Regions from separate parts of the Pan troglodytes genome. Here region 1 is linked to region 2. The links are chromatin contacts, called in public Hi-C maps. All regions are on one chromosome and are shown on one strand. The core of a region is the stretch at or near the end of the contact, and the rest is flanking DNA. Distances in the headings are between cores, read along the strand shown. Region 1 has its middle 61 kb from the start of SLC22A23. Region 2 overlaps SLC22A23 (solute carrier family 22 member 23).

Region 1 (7,320 bases), core at 2,192-4,691, 240 kb before region 2:
TCTCTGCTCTGCGTGAGCTCACAGTGTGGTGCACACAGCAGCGCTTCTGCATCCAGCAATTCCTCTAAGGCTGGGTGCAAGAAGTGGCCTGCAATGACATCAAGTAGAAAAACACTTGAGTTTTAAGTCATAAAGCTTTTTCCTTGGAAAACACTGTAAACAAGAGTAACTGCTATCCTGTCAGTGGAACCGCATGTTAAATCCATAAGCATCCAAACAACAATACTGAATAGCTCCATTCTCTGACTGAGAGGCCCTACTTCCTAGCTTTGGATGGGCTGTGACGAGCCTGCTGGAGGGGCTGCACAGTCTGCAGAGGGAAGTGACATGCTTGGGACTCTTGGTGCCTCAAGATGATTCCTGGGTTGGGTTGTTGAGTTGTTCAGTTGTCAAGTGTCTTTTGGTAAGCAATAGGCCTCTTTTGTGCTTCTATACTCCCCATGTATGACCCAAAGAAGAGGATAAACACCCTTATGCTGTGATATGGTTTGGATCTGTGTCCCCGCCCAAATCTCAAGTCAAATTGTAATCCCCAATGTTGGAGGAGGGGCCTGGTGGGAGACGATTGGATCACGGTGACGGATTTCCCCCTTGCCGTTCTTGTGATAGTGAGCGACTTCTCACAAGATCTGGTTGTTTAAAAGTGTGTGGCACCTCGCCAGCCCCTTTCTCCTGCTCCAGCCATGGAAGATGTGCCTGCTTCCTCTTTGCCTCCTGCCATGATTATAAGTTTCCTGAGGCCTCCCCAGCCATGCTTCCTGAATAGACTGTGGAACTGTGAGCCAATTAAACCTCTTTTTAAAAATAAATGGCCAGTCTCAGGTACTTCTTTACTGCAGTGTGAGAACAGACTAACACACGCTGCATTACCAGGCTGTGTAAGGATAACACAAGGATGAGAGCAGCAGGCTGTGGGCTCAGAAGGTTTGTTGTGATGAATAAATCATGGTAAATATTGATGACGGTAGGGCCCTCATGGCACTCACCTTATTAGGTTTTAAAAACATTCCTCCCCCAAATGGCATATACGGGAAGGGTGAGAAGGTTAAACTAATGGAGAAATGGGTTAATATGAAGACTGCCCTAGTGGGATAAAGAAAACAGTTCACACAGATAGAATCATCTCAGGGTAAAGGCTGAAGCCGCCAACTGATTCCAGACCCTGCTTCAGACACTGCCTGTGGCATCCCCAGCTAGCTCTGACAACTGTGTTTATCTGATGAAATGTAATAGACTTGCCTGGCTCAGACTCACAAGCACACTGCACGGTGCCGCGCGGTCTGCAGTCCCACTGCAGGGGCCATGCTTCCACTCTGGGCACCATTCATAAATCCCATCACCTCACCCTCTCCTTGAAGGCAGGCCGAGCGTTTCTGGGCTCCAGTTCCATGGTTCCTGTGTCATACGTAACATAGGATCAGATTGATTCTAAGCTACCTTCCAGCTCAAGCATTCTAAAATTCCAGTCATAAGGAATTTCCCAACAACAAAGTAGAAGAGCGTAACCACAAAAAGTACATTTCAAAAATCAGTAGCCAAGGAAAGAAGCATTAGATTCTGGAGCGGGGCCCGAGTCCCAGCCCAGCACAGCGGGGTCTTCAGCAGTCCGCTCCCCATCTCCAGAAGCCCTACTGGTGACCCTCCAAACCCTGAGAGCCAAGCTCAGAGGAGAGCTTTCTTTCACTCCTCTTCTCACCAAGGAGCTGGGGAATCCCCTGTGAGGACTAAGTAGTTGCATCAGGGAAGAGATCTGAACCCTGGAGTTTCCCCATGGGAATGGGGTCTGCCCTTGGGCAAGACAGAGCTGGTCCTAGTACTGGACACTTAACAAAATTTCCTTTCATGAAAGAAAGTCCAGATAGACCAACAAATATATCAAATCAGAGTGACTGAATTCTCTCCTTTTATCTTTGCAATCCCCTAAGCCAACAGAAAGGGAAACAGTCTTCAGACTGCTCATAGAGAAAAACAGCTTGGCCTCAAAGGAGCCATGTCAAATTACTCTAACTCAGAGCAGACAGAATGTCTGGGGAGAGCTACCCAAGCATATGTTAGATGCAAAGAATGGCTGAGCAATTATGCAAACATATAGCCAAGGAAAGGGAAGAAGGAAGGAAGGGACAGAGGGAGGAAAGGAGGGAGCGAGGAAGGGAGTGGGGAGGAGGAAAAGGGAGACTGTAGACCTAAGGAAACAGGTGGTGAGCAATGAATCTATTGAAATATACAACATACGTTACACGCTAATAAGAATTATAGCTCTCAAACGGAATGTGATCAGTCACGTAAACCTGGTCAATGTGAAAATGTCTGTTTTCGTTCCCTAGGGCTGCCATAACAAAGCACCGCAGACTGGCTAGTTTTAAAGCAACAGAAATTTATTGTCTCACAGCTCTGGAGGCTGGAAGGCAGATCAAGGTGTTGGCTGAGTTGGTTCCTTCTGGAGGCTCCAAGGAAGAATCTGTTCCACGTCTCTCTCCCAGCTTCCAGCAGTTGCTGGCAATGCTTGGCATTCCTTGGCTTGTAGCTGCATCACTCCAACATCCCTTTGTCTTCATGTGGCTTTCTTTCCTCTGTGTATCTGTGTTCAAACTTTGCTCTTATGAGAACATCAGTCACTAATTTAGGTCTCACCTCAATCCAGCCTGACCTCATCTTAACTCAAGGACTTCTGCAAAGACCCTATTTTCCAAATAAGACCACATTCACAGGTCTCGGGACTAGAATTTGAGAAAACCTTTTTTGGGGGATTCAATCCAACCAACTCTAACATAACTTACTAAAATTGAGACGAAGAGGAGGGGAAATGAAAGCCACATGAGAATGCCAGTATCCTCTTCTTTCTTTGGAAGGAGACAATTGCTTTGTTCTAAAATTGAGATGCATATTGTATGTGTATGTGCATGCATGCATACATAAAATCCCAACCTGTTCATGTTATCTGCAATCTCTTTCCTTACCCTTAGGGAAATAATATCCTTTGTGGTAAAGAAACATTTACTTAAGGCTCAACAGCTTCGGTTTATTTTTGGTCTTTTACAAAATAAATAAAATTTAAATGTAATGATTTTTATTCTTTTAGAGGCTATAGTGACTATTTAAGCAGTTGCTCAACGAAGCAATTACAACATTCACTTTCTTTCTGAAAACCACCAAAATCATCAGAAAGCATATGACCATGTCAGTCTTAGTGAGTTTGAAAGCTCCAGCAATTGGCCTGGCACACAGTTTCTGTTTAATAAATGCTTGCTAAACTGGACTATTTTCTTGCTAATTACACAGAGCAGACATGTCCAGACCCCTTCAGAATCTCGCACCTGTTGAGTTAAACATCCTAGGACTGCATTTTTTCATTTCTCTTTTGCACCAAACAGTCTAACTCTGGGAGATTAATTCCAGACATAGCTGAGGAGGAGAGGGCACACTTGTCCTCAGATGAGCTGATCCTGTACTGAAGGGGAAAATGAATTCCTTCTTTCTGTCTGGAATGTATTTAAAGCCCTCTGCTTTAAAGCCGTATACTCTGGCAAAATAGTAATTTTGTCCTTAGACAACGGGATCTGCTGGTGAAAATCTGAGGAGAGCATCTGCCAGCTCCCTGGGCTCAGCTCCTTTCCCTGCAAAGGACACAGTGGTTGCTGATGAACGCAGCCTGGCTCAGAAAGGAATGAGTGCTGCTGCTGACAGCTGTGTGCGGGTGTGCTGAAGGGTCCATAGCCCACAATCAGCTTTGCACCTCCCCATCTTCCCTGCTCCTCCCATGCCCGATCACCTCCAGCGTATTGGAGGGCAACAGCAGGGACTCAGGGTTTAGTGAAAAAACAATGTGCACACCTGAAGACTGGCCTTAGCTCTTACTATCAGGCTCTTGGAAGGGAAAATCAGGGCCATATGCCTCTTGCCTCTTTCTCTGCCTCTGTCTGGTGTGCAAGCCTCTCTCTCTTCCCCATCCTTCTCTCTCATTTGCGTCCCAGGGCATTCAACATTCTCCATAACAGGCCCAGGGCCTGCCAGGCCGTGTTTGCCGCTCCCGTGCTGACTCATCCACAGAGCCCATCCCAGGCCAAACGTTCCCTCTGGCTGGAAATGCAGCTTGGTGTATCCTTGGCTCTTGTTCATTTTTGCCGTGGTCAGTTTCCTATTTCCTCTTCCCCAGGTGGCGTGTGGGTCCTGTGCTGTGCCCTGCCACCCTGCGAGTTAGAGAGAGAAATTCACATAGGCTTGGGGTCCTGCAGGACCACCTTTGGGAGGGGCACAGAACAGCGCTGTCCTTTGGATGTGTCAAGAAGCAGCTGCTCGGGGGCCAGGTCTAGAGCCAGGCTACACACTAAAGACAGCTGCAGGCCCAGGCTGGCACTGCCCGTGTCCAGGTTTGGCTTAATTGCCTTATTCCATAACCTAACTAGAAGAACTAGGTGGGTGAAAAACAATAAATGCTCATTTAAATTCTGTCCTAGCTGTCCAAGATAGAGGTTTAGAGCTGCTTAGACCTCAGAGATCACTGTGTTCAATTTCTCTCTCTAAAGAGGAGACAGGGATGCCCGAGATGGGCTATGGCTCCCCAAGGTCACCTGGGAGAGCAGAGTTCCAGGGTTCTGGTCAAGAGCTACCTCCTTGCCTCCTGGAAGTGCAACCTGTGTGCTACCATGTGAATTCTGGACACCGTCAAGTGCTTTGCTCCAAAAGGCTGTGTCAGGGTCCACTGACAGCCATACCAGAAGAGGAACTTGTTTAGGAAGGGAAAAAACACTTCCATGTGGCAGCGATGGAGGATTACACCAAGGCAGGTGCTCTGGGTAAGCCAGGGAAAGACAGCAAGATAGACCTGGACGGAGCTTCATAACGGACAATTCCCTGGGGATTACAGGGATTAGCTCTCATAATGCCTTTCTATGACAGCTCAGTGGCAGAGGACAGAAAAAAAAAAAACAGCTCCATACAGGGAGATTTTGAAAAGGTAATGAGCAATGTGGCATTGTGAAACACTGGGTTGCAAAAGCAACGTGACTTCTCCTAAAAGCATGTATTTTGACCTCAAGGAAATCTCTGCAGACGCACTTGCTCCCTCAGCATCCATGAATTCCACTCCGCTGGACTGCAGTGAACCACTGCAGAGAGGTGGTTGAGAGAGCGGAAGGAGATGATGGAGAGTGGGGGAGATGATGGGGAGTGGGGGAGATGTTGGGGAGCGGGGGAGGTGATGGAGAGGGGGGAGATGATGGGGAGTGGGGGAGATGTTGGGGAGCGGGGGAGGTGATGGAGAGTGGGGCTGATGATGGGGAGTGGGGGAGATGACGGGGAGCCGGGGAGATGATGGGGAGGGGAGACATGATGGAGAGTGGGGAGATGATGGGGAGTGGGGTGATGATGAAGAGTGGGGGAGATGATGGGGAGGGGGGAGATGTTGGGGAGCAGGGGAGGTGATGGAGAGTGGGGCTGATGATGGGGAGTGGAGGAGATGTTGGGGAGCGGGGGAGATGATGGAGAGTGGGGGAGATGATGGAGAGTGGGGAAATGATGGGGAGCAGGAGAGATGATGGAGAGTGGGGGAGATGATGGGGAGTGGGGGAGATGACGGGGAGCCGGGGAGATGACGGGGAGCCAGGGAGATGACGGGGAGCTGGGGAGATGATGGGGAGGGGGGAGATGATGGAGAGTGGGGGAGATGATGGGGAGTGGGGGAGATGACGGGGAGCCGGGGAGATGACGGGGAGCCAGGGAGATGACGGGGAGCTGGGGAGATGATGGGGAGTGGGGGAGATGATAGGGAGCAGGGAAGATGATGGAGACTGGGGGGAGATGATGGGGAGCGGGGGAGATGATGGGGAGTGGGGAGATGATGGGGAGTGGGGAGATGATGGGGAGTGGGGGAGATGATAGGGAGCAGGGAAGATGATGGAGACTGGGGGGAGATGATGGGGAGCGGGGGAGATGATGGGGAGTGGGGAGATGATGGGGAGTGGGGAGATGATGGAGAGTGGGGGAGATGATAGGGAGCAGGGAAGATGATAGGGAGCGGGGGAGATGATGGAGACTGGGGGGAGATGATGGGGAGCGGGGGAGATGATAGGGAGTCCGAGGCACTGACTTTAAAGCTGGGAAATCACAGGACTGTGACCTCAAAGCTGAGTCACCTTAGTGGCAGTCTGCTCATTTATGCAGCCTGTGTCCCAATCTCCACTGTCAGACCTTGAACAGACCAGGAGAGAGAGCTCCCCTCCTCTGGGATCCGCCCTTCCATCTGACAGAGCTCTAATTGATCAAACATCTATACAGGTCAGAGCAGACTCCCTGTGCCTTCTCAGCATTGTTTAATCCTGCCATAATTCTCAGCAGTCTGATTATTACAACTTGGTAACAAATTCTAGACACTATGCACAGGTGCACACGTGTGTGTGTGTGTGTGTGTGTGGTGAGGGGGAACTTCCACATTATTTAGATTTATAATCTTGCTAATTACAGACAATTACCAAGGAAGCCAATGATTTATTCAGTTAGAAGTTATCAGTGACAAATTCTAAACATCATATATTTGTTTCATAAGTCTATTTGAATTTATAAATCCTGAATTTCACACTAGGAAAACAAGCTTAGTCAGCTTTCAGATGCTAACATTGCAAATATTAAAAGTAAAAGCCTGGCACAGTGGCTCACACCTGTAATCCCAGCACTTTGGGAAACCAAGGTGGGAGGACCACTTGAGGTCAGGAGTTGGAAACCAGCTGGGGTAATATAGTGAGACCCATCTCTACTAAAAATTTAAAAATTATCTGGGTATGATTTCACACACCTGGAGTCCTAGCTACTCAGGAGGCTGAGGCAGGAGGATCACTTGAGCCTAGAAGGTCGAGGTTGCAGTGAGCTATGATAGCACCATTGCACTCCAGCTCAGACAACAGAGCAAGACCCTATCTTAAAATAACTAAGTGGGCTGGGCACAGTAGCTCACACCTGTAATCCCAGAGCTTTGGGAGGCCAAAATGGGAGGATCATGAGGTAGGGAGATCGAGACCATCCTGGCCCACATGGTAAAACCCCATCTCTACTAAAAATACAAAAATTAGCTGGGCGTGCGTGATGTGTGCGCCTGTAGTCCCAGCTACTTGGGAGGCTGAGGCAGGAGAATCGCTTGTACCCGGAAGGTGGAGGTTGCATTGAGCCAAGATTGTGCCACTGCACTCCAGCCTGGCGACAGAGCAAGACTCCATCTCAAATATATATACATACATACATACATACATACATACATAGAAGTCAGCCTTTTCCCAAGATGTATACTCCATCTTCGATAATGACACTTTTTTCCCTGTCCCCGTGTCCAGA
Region 2 (6,631 bases), core at 839-3,338:
TCTGTGCGGAGATCACCCCAACGGTGATAAGGTGCGTCATGGGAGACACCCCAGGGGACGCCGGCTTCTCGGAAATCAAAGACGAGTCCCTGGCTCCAGGCTGGTGTGGGATTAACCAGCGTCAGCTCTGTCTCTGGCTCTGGACACATCAGCTTCGTGGTTCATAGCCGAGGTGGCTGTTGTACCCAACCCCGAGGCGCCCAAGAGGCACTGAGAACCTGGCCCTGGGGTCCTGTCCAGGCAGCAGCAGGAGAAAGGGGGAACAGGGAGCTACTCTGGGCCCAGGAAATATGTCAGTGTCTGAGCGTCTGGCAAGGGGGGGAGTTCAGCGGATCACTTATGCCGCACTTCCACCAGAACCTGTGCTGCCAACTCTGCTAAGAGACCTCACGGCACAGCTAGTGCAAAATGTTTTACAAAGTAGAAAGAGCCTACCCCCGCCCCTCCCCGAGATGGAGTTTCACTCTTATTGCCCAGCCTGGAGTACAATGGCATGATCTTGGCTCACTGCAACCTCTGCCTCCCAGGTTCAGGTGATTCTCCTGCCTCAGCCTCCAGAGTAGCTGGGATTATAGGTGTGCGCCACCACGCCCGGCTAATTTTTACATTTTTAGGAGACGTGGTTTCACCTGGTTGGCCAGGCTGGTCTCTAACTCCTGACCTCAGGTGATCCCCCCACCTTGGCCTCCCAAAGTGCTAGGATTACAGGCGTGAACCACCGTGCCAGGCCCAAAGAGCCTTATTTCATACTGACCTGAGAAGTTGATGTCATGAATCCAAAGAGAGCGCAGCAAGTGAGATCACTGACTCATGTAAGAAACATGGATGGAGAGCCCACTGCGCGCCAGACACTAGGCCCAGAAAACACAGCAGCACAGTCCCGCCCTCGTGGAGTCTGCGGCCATTTCATACCTCCCTAAAAGGTGTGACTAACTTGTGACTAACTTGTGCTCAGCCACTTTTGTCTTAGTTCGGAAAGTGAGGCTGACCCCTTCCTGGTGCCGTCTCTGCCACTGGGTTGTGGTTCATGGGTGCTACACGCCATTTACTGTTGCCATGCTTATAGGTTAATAAACAGGCACGCCTCCACTACAAGGGCATCACTCAGCTGCCGTCAGTTTCCTACACTGTGACTTACTGAGGAGCTTATCTTGAGTTATACCACACTGAACTTCTTAAAGGAGTATCATCAGCATTTCTCATGCACGTGCCTTCATAAAACAGAACTTGAGAGTAATGGCAGTAGTTCAGCCGTGAGTCAAAACCCAGGTGTCTGCATAATGACACCCTTGGGAAAATCCAGTAGCGGCCACTCCAGTCCAAGGCAGACTATGTGGAGGCTAAGCTGGGGAAGGCTTTGGGAGCAAGTAGGCAGGTCCGTGGACTTTCTTACTTTCCACATTTCCAGTAGCCATGCTAACAACAGCATCTTCACGTCCACACTTTTTGATTCATTCTCTTGGATCATATCCTACAGGCCCAGCCTGACAGCTACTGGGCACCTGGACAGAAATGCCAAGGCATTGTATGATTAAGCACAAGGAACTCATCCTGTCCCTACCTTCTGCATCAGCCACAGGGGAGAGATGAGTCAGGAGCTTATTTAGTGCTTGCAGTTGCAGGATACCTCAGGCCGACCGCAGGCTCACTCCCTGTCTAAAGGACGGAAAGTGAAATTTCTCTCCTTTATCAAACAAAACAGCAAAGCCAAGTCTTTCAACAGACCAGAATCCACAGTCAGACCTTCTGGGTTTCCAGCTGGCCTCCTGCAGCCTTTGCATCATGATTATGCATATTTTGTTGGGGGAGGGGGTGGCTAGCGGGTACCCCTTAACTCTGGCAGTTGGTAGGCATCATTATTCTCTGTTAGATTTGGCTTAAGCAAGCTAGACGGAAGGAAATGCTGTAAGCTTTTCCTCTTTGACGCAAACCTGGAAAGATTTGAGGATAGAAATTCAACAAACATGTTCTCAGATTCAGCTTGCCAAGATGACAAACTGGAAAAAATATGTGACCCTTGGTGATGCTTTTGTGCCTGCAGAGGATGAAAGGAAATTAAGTCCAAAGGGGGTCCCTGGGCCAGGCTGGGAGAATGTCTAGCGTTCCTGACAAATCCCCCTTCTCGCTGGGAGCCCTTTTCACCCGTGCCATCGGGAGGCCACAGCTCTTTCTTGCAAATGACTGAGGAACAATTCCCATGGAGGCCCTAGGATGGAAGTAGACTCCCCTACCATCCCCCCACTTCACAGAGAGAAATCCAAGATAAGCCACGATGGGCAGCCTGGGGCCCATGAGCTCCATCTTTCTTAGCACAGAACTAGCCTTTCCCTGTGACACTATTACAGACAAGCCTTCTGGCAGCAAAGGGTAAGGGGCCAGGATGGACTGCCTGGAAGCAAATATGAGGATATGAAATTTTCTGCAAAAAGTTCAAAAAATGCTTTTATACTTTTCATACTTGTTCTACCACAAAAAGCAACAAAGGCCTGCAGAAATCTATTGCCCCAAGGATGATAGAGGCCAAGTTAACTAAATATTGTTTCATGAGATTCTGTTCAGACCTCACGTTGACAGAACCAGCTACCCACTCAGGCCCAGGCCAGGTGGTGGTTCTCATCAGCCAGTGCACAGCTCTGATTCATCTGTAAGACATTGGGAGTTGGGTGACTTTGCAAGTCTATCTGACTATGCCCATCTCCCAGCTTGACATGGGCAGAAGTGGCCTGGGGTCCTGGGTGGATCTGGAAGCAGCTGCTGGCTGTGCTGGGGCGGATCTTTTCTATCCACTGTCCATCTGGATGCTCCAGGTGGACTCCGAGGCTTCCTTTGCCCTCACGGAGGGGTCCAGGTGAGAGAGGAGGCAGGCGCTGGTGATCATGACACCTGCCTGTTTTCTCCTGCCCTGCCCACTCCGGCAGCCCTGGCCCTTTCTAGGTCATAAGTCGGACGGGCCTCCCTGAGACCCTCCCTGACTGACGACTCCCTGACATCTGTCTTCCGCTCTAATGCTGCCTCAAGAATAGGCACCGAGGGCCAGGATGACCTGGGGTTAAGGGAGTATCAGAATCTGTTCAACTTTAAAAAGTTGTATCTTAAAGGCCGGGCACAGTGGCTCACGCCTGTAATCCCAGCACTTTGGGAGGCTGAGGCGGGCAGATCACGAGGTCAGGAGATCAAGACAATCCTGGCTAACACGATGAAACCCTGTCTCTACTAAAAATACAAAAAAAAATTAGCTGGGCGTGGTGGCGGGTGCCTGTAGTCCCAGCTACTCAGGAGGCTGAGGCAGGAGAATGGCGTGAACCCAGGAGGCGGAGCTTGCAGTGAGCCGAGATCGCGCCACTGCACTCCAGCCTGGGTGACAGAGCGAGACTCCATCTCAAAAAAAAAAAAAAAAAAAGTTGTGTCTTAAAAATGTCTGACATTTGAAAACAAGTAGTGAGTAGCAGACAGGAAGCCAGCATGCATCCCGTGCCGGCAGCGCCTGTGGCGTGCGAGCGCTGAGGAGCGGGGCAGGATGAGGGGACGGTGCTGAGGATATGGCCCGGAGCCTGGGAAGGAGCCAGACGGAGCTGCCCATGATCCTGAGGCCGCCTCCCTGTGTGGCCTTGGGCGGGGCCCTCGGCCGGCTTTAGTGTCCTTGTCTTAAAACAAAACTGACTACAGGCACCTTGTTAGGCGGGGGTGGAGAATGGAGACCATGTGCAAAGGGCCTGGCCTCAGCACAGGACAGTTCATATTCTTCTTCTTCGCTGGGCATCTTCAGCAGTTGTATTTATTTCTATAAAAAATGGTACAAATATTTGCTTATCCTCAACTTCACGGAAATTTAGTCAAGTCACATTAAGTAATGTAAAAGAGGAGCTAGAACAGGAGGCTCGCCTCCGGTGTTTCAATGTGAGATGGTAACGTTCACATGGCTAACAGCAATTTGATTCTGGAATCCTTAATTCAATGAAGTTTGCCATTTCTAGTAAGAAGTCGGCCTGCATATCAGTTTTCCTACCTTATTGAGATCCTATTGCTAGTAAAATAAAGATATTCCGTGGGTATTACAATTTTGTGCTCCTAAAGCACAAGGAGGCAGTGTGTGCCCTCGGTTCTCTGTCCGTAAATCAAGCAGCTCTGACTTCTAAACACGGGCGTATGCTGCCCTCTAGTGACAACCCAGAGAAAAGCAGAAAAGGCACTGGCAGAGCCCACATTTCAGGGGCAGGAAAGGAACCCAACACCTTAAAACCAAGGATGTAACAATCTCTTTCTCTAATCTGAGATTTCAAGAGAGAAAAAAAAACAAAGCCAAAAATGGCATACCAACTTCTGCCAAAATTTTTCCTAATCGTACTGAATGATGTCAAGGAATCTTTTTTTTTTTTTTTTGAGACGGAGCCTTGCTCTGTTGCCAGGCTGGAGTGCAGTCGCGTGATCTCGGCTCACTGCAACCTCCAACTCCCTGGTTCAAGTGATTCTCCTGCCTCAGCCTCCCAAGCAGCTGGGATTACATGCACACGCCACCACACCCAGCTAATTTTTGTATTTTTAGTAGAGACGGGGTTTCAACATGTTGGCCACAATGGTCTCGATCTCCTGACCTCGTGATCTGCCCATCTCGGCCTCCCAAAGTGCTGGGATTACAGGCACATGAGCCACCATGCCCGGCCGTATCAAGGAATCTTTGATAGAAAACCAGAGAATTGCTCCCACAGAAAAAAATAAAAAGATATATTCCATATTATATATGCATGTGTACATTTGTTGCATATTATGTATATACATATAGACATTTTTCTAATGATCTGCAAATTAAATATATTTCATTTTATTTGGCACAGTTAACAAGATAGATCAGTATGATGTGGTTCACCAGGCACAATGCAAGGCTTTTGTTCCATGCAGTTTGCCCTTTAACAGTGGCCCTGTGCCCACCCCTCCTGGGGGGTCTGTACTCTGCCCTCCTGTATGTGACTCCCGTGTGAGTAAGGGGAGTCCTCTCGCTGCTTGTCAGTGCCGCCCACATTTAGTGCCGGGAAGGTCAGGCAGAAACCTGGGAGGTTTCCGAGAAAATGCTGTCCCCATTACAATCATGTCCATTATCCCTAGCATCTGATATGCCCTGTGGCTTCCTGAAAGAGCCAGGTCTACCAGAAAGACTGAATTGGCTATTTTAGGTGTTCAGTCTTCATCTTACAGAAGGATTTGGTCTTATTGCTCATTTCCGTGGTCGTCTCTATTTAACCTGTCCCATTCACCTGGGTGAGCTGACCTTCCTATCCAGGAAGCCCGTGTGATCCGCAAGCATCCAGTATTTATTAAGCACAAACAGCATGTGCCTGTTGGTGTCCTAGAAAATAATTCTTGCCCTTGAAGGGCTCAGAGACTAGTAAGGTGACAGGCACATGAATAAATAGTGACAGAAAGATGCAGAGTGTCTTTGAACGGTGGTCTGGGACCCTCAGCCTGGGAGGAGTGTGAGTATGTGGGAGACATCCCCCAAATTCTTGCTCTTCCTTATCCATATCCCCTTCAGGCCCAGAAGCACAGTGGTGTGGCTATTCCTGCAACTCTTTCAGCCTCTCCCTGGGAAGGGCTTTCTAATATGAAGTGCTGATGCCTGTCACAGCCTGCATGAGAGGTGGCTGTCAGTCTCCCTCCGTGGCTAAGGCAGGGGAATCTGTCACTCACTGAGTATCTTGGTTTTCTATTGCTGCATAACCAATCGCTCCAAAACATAGGGGCCTGAAGTAGCATGCATCTACTATATCTCATGGTTTCCATGGCTCCAGAGTCTGGGCACGGCCTGGCTGGGTCCTCTGCTCCAGGTCTCTCAGAGGCTACCATCAGTGGGTAGGGTCCAGCACTAAACCAAGTCAGGCACTGGTAGGCTGTTTCCTCACGGGCTGTGGGGCTGGCAGCCTCAGCTCCTCGCTGGCCGTTGGCCATAGGGACCACAGTCACAAGGCAGCTCGCTTCGTCAAAGCTAGCAAGAGTCTGCTAGAATCTGCCTTTTGGAACCTTGTTGTGGAAGGAACATCTCACTATCCTGGCCGTAAATTTGATTGCTAAAAAGTACGTTATTTGTACCTTGTACCTTGAGGTCCAGCGCACACTCAAGGCACAAGGGTGGGAATTACTGGGGCCAGTCTAGAAATCCGACTATAGCACTGAGTAGATGCCCAGGTGCCAGCCAGGTCTCAGTGGCTGGGCAGGTGCTGGGGACAGCACACGGAGTGGAGCCTGGTCCTGCCCTGGAAACATCTGGTGTCTATTAGAGACACACAGACACGCAACGCGAATGTGTCTTCGGGCTACACAAGTGTCCTGAGGATGCAGGGGAAGTGCCCAAGAGAGCCTGCTCAGTCTGGACTCAGAAGGGTGGCTGGGACGGGATTCCCAGGATGCGGCCTGGAGCCCGCACATAGTGGCTCTAGAGGGGATGCGTGTTTGGCAAGTGCACTGTGGCGGGAGGAGGAGAGGCTGGATTCCTAGGGCTCGGGGAGCAGGAGCAGAGGTTCCTGGAAGGGTGAGGGTGGGCGGGTGTGAAGCAGCTTGAGGAGGCAGTGTTTGCAGAGCTTGGTGCCTCACCGAGAGGAAGGCCAGGGTGGAGGAGAAGGGTCCCAGTGGCACAGCCCCC

Evidence for each region. Hi-C and Micro-C count contacts between places; a contact is called where the count stands out from the background.
Region 1: a Hi-C map of stem cell-derived neural progenitor cells shows a contact between it and region 2, with 4 times the contacts expected there. The contact joins two enhancer-like sites. A contact is called at or near these places in 2 of 7 Hi-C or Micro-C datasets (induced pluripotent stem cells and stem cell-derived neural progenitor cells).

What each region holds. Positions count from the first base shown.
Region 1 is chr5:9,467,067-9,474,386 of NHGRI_mPanTro3-v2.0_pri, reverse strand. No RefSeq gene overlaps it. Among named protein-coding and RNA genes, the nearest start is that of SLC22A23, 61 kb to the right of the region's middle. Within about 2 kb of position 3,441, at least 4 of the 24 cell types and tissues checked have an H3K27ac peak or open chromatin away from gene starts, as enhancers often do. A contact at or near this core is called in stem cell-derived neural progenitor cells, where this site is marked.
Region 2 is chr5:9,230,733-9,237,363 of NHGRI_mPanTro3-v2.0_pri, reverse strand. It overlaps SLC22A23 (solute carrier family 22 member 23), which reads left to right. Exons shown (of 10, transcript XM_016954836.4): 9 at 1-31. Among named protein-coding and RNA genes, the nearest start is that of PSMG4, 22 kb to the right of the region's middle. Within about 2 kb of position 2,088, at least 8 of the 24 cell types and tissues checked have an H3K27ac peak or open chromatin away from gene starts, as enhancers often do. A contact at or near this core is called in stem cell-derived neural progenitor cells, where this site is marked.